Regions from separate parts of the Danio rerio genome. Here region 2 is linked to region 1. Evidence: chromatin contacts called from public Micro-C data. All regions are on one chromosome and are shown on one strand. The core of a region is the stretch at or near the end of the contact, and the rest is flanking DNA. Distances in the headings are between cores, read along the strand shown. Region 1 holds the start of inhbaa (inhibin subunit beta Aa). Region 2 holds the start of sugct (succinyl-CoA:glutarate-CoA transferase).

Region 1 (4,453 bases), core at 543-3,042:
GTCAGTAGTTAATGCAGATTATCACGTGTTCGGTGCAGATTTTAAAATGCTTTTAAAGTGGGGGAAATGCAAATTCACCGAGACTAAACACAAGTGTGAATCCTGCATAAAGCATCTCCTTGTTGTGGGAAATCCAAAGTTTCAAAACTCTGAGTTTGAGCGAGTGGCTTATTTTATGCGTCATCGTGTCTTGACAGATTTTATTTTCCTAGCTCACCTGACATCATATACCTATACTGCGTTTTCAGAAACGTATGAAACCGAACTCATGTTCATATAAACTCCAAGCATTTCCTCCAGCAGGCCGCAGTGTTAGTCCCAGCTCCCTGAAATCATGAAACATTCATCTTTCAGACGAGCAATCCAATGGCTCGGCTTGCTGCTTTTTAGGTCTGACACATCTGTTGAGAGCTCCAGCGGCACGCCGCGGCTCCGTGTCACTCATGACCCGTTTGAGCTGTATGACTCAGAGAAGAACCCAATCTCTCCTCACATCACGGGCTTGACAGCACCTTTGAACAGCTCTCACTGCAGCCGACAATGCTATTTCAACTGCCTTTGAAACCCGACACAAAGGCAGTAACCGAACAGCCTTTTTTTCCCTCCCATATTATGGAGAAGTCCTTTTCTATTCTTCTGTGTTATGATTTTTTTTTTATCTCTCTTTCTCTCAACCCTCTTCAGTCACATAGGGAAGCTACATAGAGAGTCCCCGGAGAGGTGCTCCTGTGCGGAGCTTACGGCTGGAAGCCTGGGGGGGGGCCCTCACTGATAATTACCGATTCTTTAAAAGCAGCGGGAGGTTTGAGGAGCCTCGAGAGGGGGGAGCGAATTGCCGCAGCGTAGCTGACTTTGTTCAGCGGCAACAGGTTTCCCTGAACGCTCATATTAAGTTAAACAGCTTTACAAACCAAGCTCTCCCGTTTCATCCCCCGAGGGACGACTGAACAGATGAAGGTATTTAACGACTAAGGTCGCCCTCTAGTCAAAAATTTGGACTCACCGGTTTCAGCGAACGTGATGATCTCCGTCTGTTCTGCCTGTTCGGTCTCGGCGCGGTTGCTGGCCTCGTCCTCAATCAGGACGCTGCCGTCCTTGGCCACCCGTCCCACGTGTACCTTACGGATGGCGTTGAGGAGCGCCGCACGAGGCACCGGGTGTGTGATGTTGGGTCGCTCTTGCAGGTGCAGCATGTTAAGTATGTGCCTCTTCACTGCCTCCACCACATCTTGCTGGGCTCCCTCGTCCTCGCTCTCCGAAACGCCTTTTCGAAACCGTGCCAGCGCGCAGGATGGACACACCGTGGCGCCCGCCTGCTGCTCGGACATCGGCAGGCTCCCTTTGGTGACCATGGCGCTCAGGGAGCAGGACCGGATTAGCAGCAGGAGGATCCCGCTCAGTAGAGGCAGAGGGGACATCCTTAAATAAAAGGTGTCTGAAGAAAGCTGCACCGCTCGCAGTAAAACAAAAACTTAGTTTAAAAAGTTCCTTTCAAAGTAAGACTGGAATCCGGTCAGTCGCCAACAGCTGGCAGTAAAGTCCGTCTGCCTGTGCGCGAGTGCAATCTTAGAGGACTCAAAAAAAGTAAGAACTGGTAAAGGGGGGGAAGAAAAGTCAGGAAAAAGAGTAATCCTTGCTGGCGAGATGCGAGAAGAGATGCTGGTCGACAAGTAGGAATAGTTCTGTCAGTGGATTTCTCCCTCTCCAGGTCCACGGGAAGTTTGTATGGGATGGGCAGTCGGCTTCTGGATGTGCCCCAGGGAAGCGGTGCGCTCGTAAGAGGTCTGGGACTGCTCACTGTGCAGGAGTTGAATGGTTTTGTTGAAGAGGGCTGGACTCTCTCGCTGGCTGTTGCTCCCTTGTCTCTCTAGTTTCCCTCTTACACAGTAATTATACTTCCCTCCCCTCCCCTCCCTCCCCTCTTTCTTGCTCCCTCCCTCTCTTTACGTTTCCTTTTTATTTATTTTCTAATTGTTCTATTTGTAGGGCAGAGTAACTTTCCCCCTGGAGGGTTTTTTTATGGACCACGTAGTTGAATTTGCTTCAGTCATGACAAGTGATTTGCTGTTTAAGAGAGAGTTCAGCCAAAACTCTGTCATCGATTACTCATGCTTCACTCCGTTCGCATCTTTGACTCTCTTTCTCTTGTTGAACACAAAAGAAGATGTTTTGAAGAATGTTTACTCGAGTGATGTTTTGAATATGTCCACTGTGGATTAAAACGGTTGCAGGTTTTCAGCTCATCTTCTTTTGCGTCGTAAAAGTTTCTAACAACACAAAGGAGAGTAAACAGTGGGTAAATTGTCTTTTCAAGTGCTGTAATGTTTCCCTTTATACATTTTAAACCGATCGAAGACACTGGAGCTCACCAGATATATTTATATTAAGTTTGGCAAGTGATCAACCCTGAAGTATGTTGAAGTTCTTAAGAAATATGAGGTAACACAAGAGTTCCCTTTCTGGTCAACTGGGGATTGTCACTCAATGTTTCAAGACTGATGGTTCTGACGTCACGTTAAAGAAGTGCATGTTCACTATTCCATTCTTCCCCTTGCCGCTGCAACACATGTTGTGAGCAGATTCACCAGGAAGTGCCCGGGAGGCTGACTTCCTGTTTAATTGGCGGAATACAGATGTGTCTGGAGTTCTTAGCTAGACAGGCAGCTGGGTTGTGACATCATCGGGCTGGGTTGAGGGCATGCGTGGGTCGTTCGTCTGCATATCAGACAAAACATGAATGAGGGATCCCGCAGTCGTACGAGTCACCGCGTGCTGTGGGTTCAGTAGATATTTTTACCATATAAGATGATGATGATGATGATCAGTGTGGGATTACTCAAAGTTCTGATTCAGGAGACTCACCTTCCTCCGTGATGCTGACTGAGGTCAGTGTCTGCAGTCTGCTTTGGCACAGTCAGCTTCTGGTTTTGTCATATTTCAGCCTGAGGGATCTATCGGTCTTGAGTTCGTCTTTCTTTTTCCTTAAGGATTCATTCGTCTATTTACTTTGCAGCTTTAGTTTAGAAGTTGTTGAACTCTGTTTGAATGTATCATTAGGTTTGAGGTGGGGTTACCGTAGTCTTTTCTCTGGCATGGAGTTTGTATCACTTCAGCATATTATTGTTAGGAGTCCCTCTTGTGGTGAGACTTGCTCATTGCATAGAGCAAATTATTCATTTTCTTTTTCGGCTTAGTCCCTTTACCAATCAGAGGTCACCACAGCGGAATGAACCGCCAACTTATCCAAAATATGAACGCCCTTCCAGCTGCAACCCATCACTGGGAAACATCCATACACCCCCATTCACTCACGTAGACTACGTCTATGTCTAATATGCACTGCTATTTTATTCCATCTATCTGCTGCTGTGACTGAAAATACTGATGGTCCAAAAGCATTTCTCTTGAGTTTAACTGAACAATCACCTCTAACCGATGACTAGGGCCTGACAGAATCTGCTGACATATTTTACTATTTCTGCAGAAAATTTTTAAAAATCTGCGGATTTATGCAGAACTATTTTGGGAGTATCGTAACTAAAAACGTAATAAAAGAAATAATAATGAATGCCTTATTCATTTTTATTTAATGTTTACAATGCAAATCCATCTAGATCCACTTGTTTGTTAAACAAAGCAAAGATATCATATAATATGTCTACTAAAAGACAGAAAATATTACTTCATAAACAGTATCGTAAAAAGATTAAAGGAACGCTTTCATATCGGTCAATAATATTACTGAAAATAATTTTTAAAAACCGAATTTACACACATTTACACAAGTAAATAAATAGACTCGATGGGGTAAAAATCTGTGGCCTAGCGATGACCTAGACTTGTATTGTCCTTGCAGACAGTCGCACGTTGTTTGAGAGGTGGTGGTGCAAGATCATTTAATATTTTATACATTGAACACACATCAGCTGAAAGAAGAAATTGTCAAATGTTAGTAAGTTATGTTGTTCAATACAGTCGCAGTAATGATAGCTCCTTGGCTTTTTAACAAAATGTACAGTTTGTATATATAAATAATACTGTACACGGTGATTGTAATGTTCGTGTGGGACTAACTTGTTGCACAATAAGATGAATGAGGGAAAATCATAGTATTCATAAAAAGTTTAGCAACAGCCATACTGTAGGTAACTCATACCAGATGTTTTTAAGTCGTCAGGCTTGCTAACATAAGTTAACGCAACATTATTAATAGTATTATTAATGTCACATATTTCTCTTTCTCCTTTTTTGGTGGCTTTTGAATCAAATCATCGTTGGTCTTTGGCCTCAAGTATTTGTAATTATTTAGTATCCGTACTATGTCTGGACACTGATATGGCAATACTTTTTAAACTAACTTTATTTTTTTATATTTTATTTTATAATTTTTTTATTATTTTATTTTATTTTATTACATTTTATTTTTTATTATTTTATTTTATTATTTTTTTAT
Region 2 (4,453 bases), core at 1,026-3,525, 260 kb before region 1:
ATAGCGTGGTTGCTTGTATGTTGAATAGATTTGCTGTTCTAAAATAGTGAACAGATATACACTGCACTTTACTAGTAATCCTTTAGTTGCAGAAGATATTAGGACTGTCTTTCTGTTTTAAAAACATTATATAAATACATTATATAATAACTGTAACATAAAAAATGCAGAAAATATTGAGTCACCAAAGCTTTAGAATAGGATAGAATAGAATAGAATAGAATAGAATAGAATAGAATAGAATAGAATAGAATAGAATAGAATAGAATAGAGCTGTATTGGTCACCTCTGCCCCCTGCTGGTCAGAGTAGTTTTGATTTTGATTGACTATAAAATTAATAAATTTATTGGCGTTAAGGTATTTATTTACTGACACAAACTTTGTATTACATGTAGATAAAGGATGTCATGACGTCTTTTTGTAAACCAGAAAAAGACACTATATGGATTTGTGCTGTAATAAGATATACAGTGCTCAGCATAATTGAGTACTCTCCATTTAGAAAATGAATATTTTTCTCCATTTCTCAGTGAATATAGGCTATGTGTTTTGACATTTGCATTTTAACAAAACAGATTTATTAAACAGATATATTTATTAAAATAATATTGTAGTCACCAGACTCACCAAACAAACAAATTTAGAAGTTGAAAAATAAACAATTCAATTCAAGTAAAACATTGCAAATAAATTACAAACTACAATTTTTTTTTCTTTTTTTTTTTTGCTTCTCTTGATTTTTCCTCTTTTTAAAATGTGTATTTAATAGTTTTATATAACTCAAATTTGGCTGTACTTGTTTTTGGACTGTTAACGTAAGTTATTCTGATAGATAAGCTCCAGATTTGGGTTTTGACTAATCTAATATATAAGCACAGATATAATATTGTATAGCTTCATATTGAAAATATGAATTTAAAATATTGATCTGTGAGGGGTAAACTTATGCCGAGCGCTGTATTGTAATATAATAAATCTGCATTTGATATTCATTCATTCATTCATTTTCCTTCGGCTTAGTCCCTTTATTCATCAGGGGTCGCCACATTCAGGGGAACCACCAACTTATCCAGCGTATGTTTTACACAGTGGATGCCCTTCCAGCTGCAACCCATTACTGGGAAACACCCAAACACTCTCATTTACACAGATATTGTACACTTGTACAGCCGAGGCTCGAACCAGTGACGTTCTTACTTTGAAGCGAACATGCTACCCACTGCGCCACCTCAATACATAAATAATAATATAATAAATAAAATTAATTAAATAAAATGTAATTAAATATAATTGAATATATCATATTAGACTATATTATCGCGAGATACTGCAAGTTTTTTGATGCACTTGTCAGTGCAATGATTTTAGGCTTTTAGACTTCAGACTAATGGAAAAAACACCCCAAATACAATTCTAGCAGTTTCCTGTATCGCATTTTAGCTGTTTTATTTTTTTGTAGATTTCAGTTATAATACAACATTATCATCTATTTAACAGTGAACATTATAATTGTCATTATTCTTCTGTCTTTGTGCAATATTTTCTATCTAAATGTTAAGTATTCCCATAACTGTCTCTTTAATGGGTCCAAAGAAACAACAATTTTGAACTGGATGTAATGATGAGATTTTTGTGCTATAAATGTAAGAAAGTGTGTGCATGTCTTTTAAAATAATAATAATAATAATAATAATAATAATAATAATAATAATAATAATAATAATAATAATAATAATAATAATAATAATATCGTTTTAATAAATAATAAGATATTATTATTATTATTATTATTATTATTATCAGTATAATTCATTATAACCATTAACATGCCTCATTTGTATATTTAAACATAAATATTTTAGAAATTTTGTAATACATGACATGTTTGCAATTCTAAATGTAATCACTGAACCGGGGAAGTATGATAATGAGTCATAACTACTACCCAATCAGGCGTTTACGATTATCGGTGATTCGGATTAATTTTTCCTCCAGATTTTTATGGTGGATTTCCATTAGTATATCAGGTTACAGCAAACAAAACAGACAGTACAAAAATGCATATTATGAAAGAAAAAATCCATCCTAATTTTCAAACGCAAAATCGGCCGAAGGAAAATAAAACTCATGTCATTTATTTTATTTTTATTTCAGTCATTAACAACAGTTTATAAGCTGTCAAATATGTCGAACCAAATATTTTCTTCGAGCTAACCCGCTGTGCGAATATGAAAAAAAAAAATCTGCAAAGACTCTTGTGAACGCGCAGAGGGGGCGCGGCTTAAACTGACGTCGCTTGCGTAAACCTTGAGTCAACATGTCGGGAAGCGCTGTTATCAGAGTTTTATCTCATCTAAGCAAAACATCACAGTTTCTACAAGCGAATAAGACGAACTGTGTGAATGTAAGACGACCATTCACTTCAAAGCTGCAAGGTAGCATGTTTTCAACTGTCCATTATCCCGCTAACAGTGCACGCGCACACGACACGAGTGCGGACTGATGATGATGATGATAATAATACAGTATCATCAGTGTGCAGGAATGTTTTAATACTCGAAAAACGGGTGTACAACTGCTTACTTTGACATTTTAGCACTTCAGTTGATGACATACGTTGATGGAGACATTGTTGTTTTCCATAGGAGACAGTAGATGATATTTAGCAATTAGCAAGATGTTGTGACTGCACACCTGTTTGATTATCTTTTATACGTATACACACAAACACACATGCATATGCAGTATATAACTTAAATATATATAATAAACAAGTAAATTTAGTTTCTTACTAAATTCTTAAAGGATTAAGAAGTTACTTGTTAACCCATTTGCCCTTTGACAAGTCAGATAACGTATGATTTCAGTGTTTTGTTAATCATATAATCAAGTTGAACATTGATCCAAGTGATGAATTTAGCTTTGGTGCTGTTTTTAAATGGGATTATTATATAGTTGTAGCTTAGATTTAAATAAAATAATTTCTCAGAATACAATTGAAATTGGTTAAATGATTGTTAAGGGTGTAAATATTACTTTACACTAAATGAATTTCTCCTTGAATGCAGGTGAAGGTCGGATCAGACCACTAGATGGCGTTAAAGTCTTAGATCTGACAAGGTAGGAGTCCCTCATTCATATCAAATTCGCCATTAAATATAGAAAAAATATGTTATTTGATAGTGAATATTTATATATATATTTTTTTTTGCTTTATGGTTTTTATGCAGGGTTTTGGCTGGACCTTTTGCTACTATGATATTGGGAGATTTAGGAGCAGAAGTGATCAAGGTTGAGCGACCAGGTATGTGCAACATTGTGGTAAAGTTATTAAATGTATTTTTATTTATTTTATTTGTAATATTTTTTTGACGCCACAATAACCATGATTTACTTCAGAATCAAATCAGAATTTGGTGGACTAACTGTTTTTCAATCACAAAAAAACTGAAAACTTTTATTATAGTTTTATACTTTAACCTTTTCAACTAAAATAAATAATTAAATACATCATTTCAATATTCTTTTTCATTTCAAATCAGGTAGAAAACTTTCTATTTTATTAAAGTAGACATCTGCATTTAGGCTAATTTACTTTCAATGTTTATACAATAAAAATTCTAATTTTAATGTCACATATAACTGTTATGCCTTGAGCTTTAGCTTTAGAGGAGGTTGTCATTCCCAAAATATGCTAGTATTTTTGCTCACATTTATTTATTTATTTAAATTTATTTTATTCTATTTTATTTAGTCTGTCTGTCTGTCTACATATAAATATATTGTTTATTATTATTATTAATAATTATTACTATTTGTTATTTGTTTGGAAAATCTGTTTTTCAATTACAAAAATACTGAAAACATTTGTTATTCTGACTAATTTTTCCTAAATAAGTAAATACATAAATAAATTCATTTTTTTTTAAATAGGAAGAAATTTTATTTTATATTATTTCATTTTATTTTACTTGTAGTATATCCAGAGAAACTGAGAATTTTGTGGTGGTCTTTAGAGTAATCTGCCACCATAGTAAATAAAAAATAAATACATATGTCACATTTTATTATCACAAAAATTGAAAGACTGTAACATCACAGAAGACACCTGCATTTAGGCTAATTTGCTCTATCTATCTATCTATCTATCTATCTATCTATCTATCTATCTATCTATCTATCTATCTATCTATCTATCTATCTATCTATCTATCTATCTATCTATCTATCTATCTATCTATCTATCTATCTATCTATCTATCTATCTATCTATCTATCTATCTATCTATCTATCTATCTATCTATCTATCTATCTATCTATGAAGGAAGGAAGGAAGAAAATCATCTTTGCTTACCTGTTGAATGTAGTGAAAGAGATTTAGCACTGTGCCCTCAAAGTTCATATATTAATTTAGCACACATACACATCAATTCATCGTTTGACTAAGCGTG

What was found. A called contact is a pair of places that touch in the nucleus more often than the background predicts.
Region 2: a contact with region 1 is called in a Micro-C map of caudal fin, with 8 times the contacts expected there. The contact joins the promoter of sugct here to the promoter of inhbaa in region 1. A contact is called at or near these places in 4 of 18 Hi-C or Micro-C datasets (caudal fin, embryo and an unstated tissue) and 1 of 4 datasets of contacts at active chromatin or transcription factors (caudal fin).

The regions. Positions count from the first base shown.
Region 1 is chr24:3,229,733-3,234,185 of GRCz12tu, reverse strand. inhbaa (inhibin subunit beta Aa) reads right to left here and starts at 1,792. Exons shown (of 2, transcript NM_001362254.1): 1 at 1,004-1,792. The coding sequence starts at 1,418. It also overlaps a transcript of sugct not described here.
Region 2 is chr24:3,485,818-3,490,270 of GRCz12tu, reverse strand. It overlaps sugct (succinyl-CoA:glutarate-CoA transferase), which reads left to right and starts at 2,275. Exons shown (of 14, transcript NM_001430886.1): 1 at 2,275-2,436; 2 at 3,070-3,121; 3 at 3,232-3,305. The coding sequence starts at 2,319.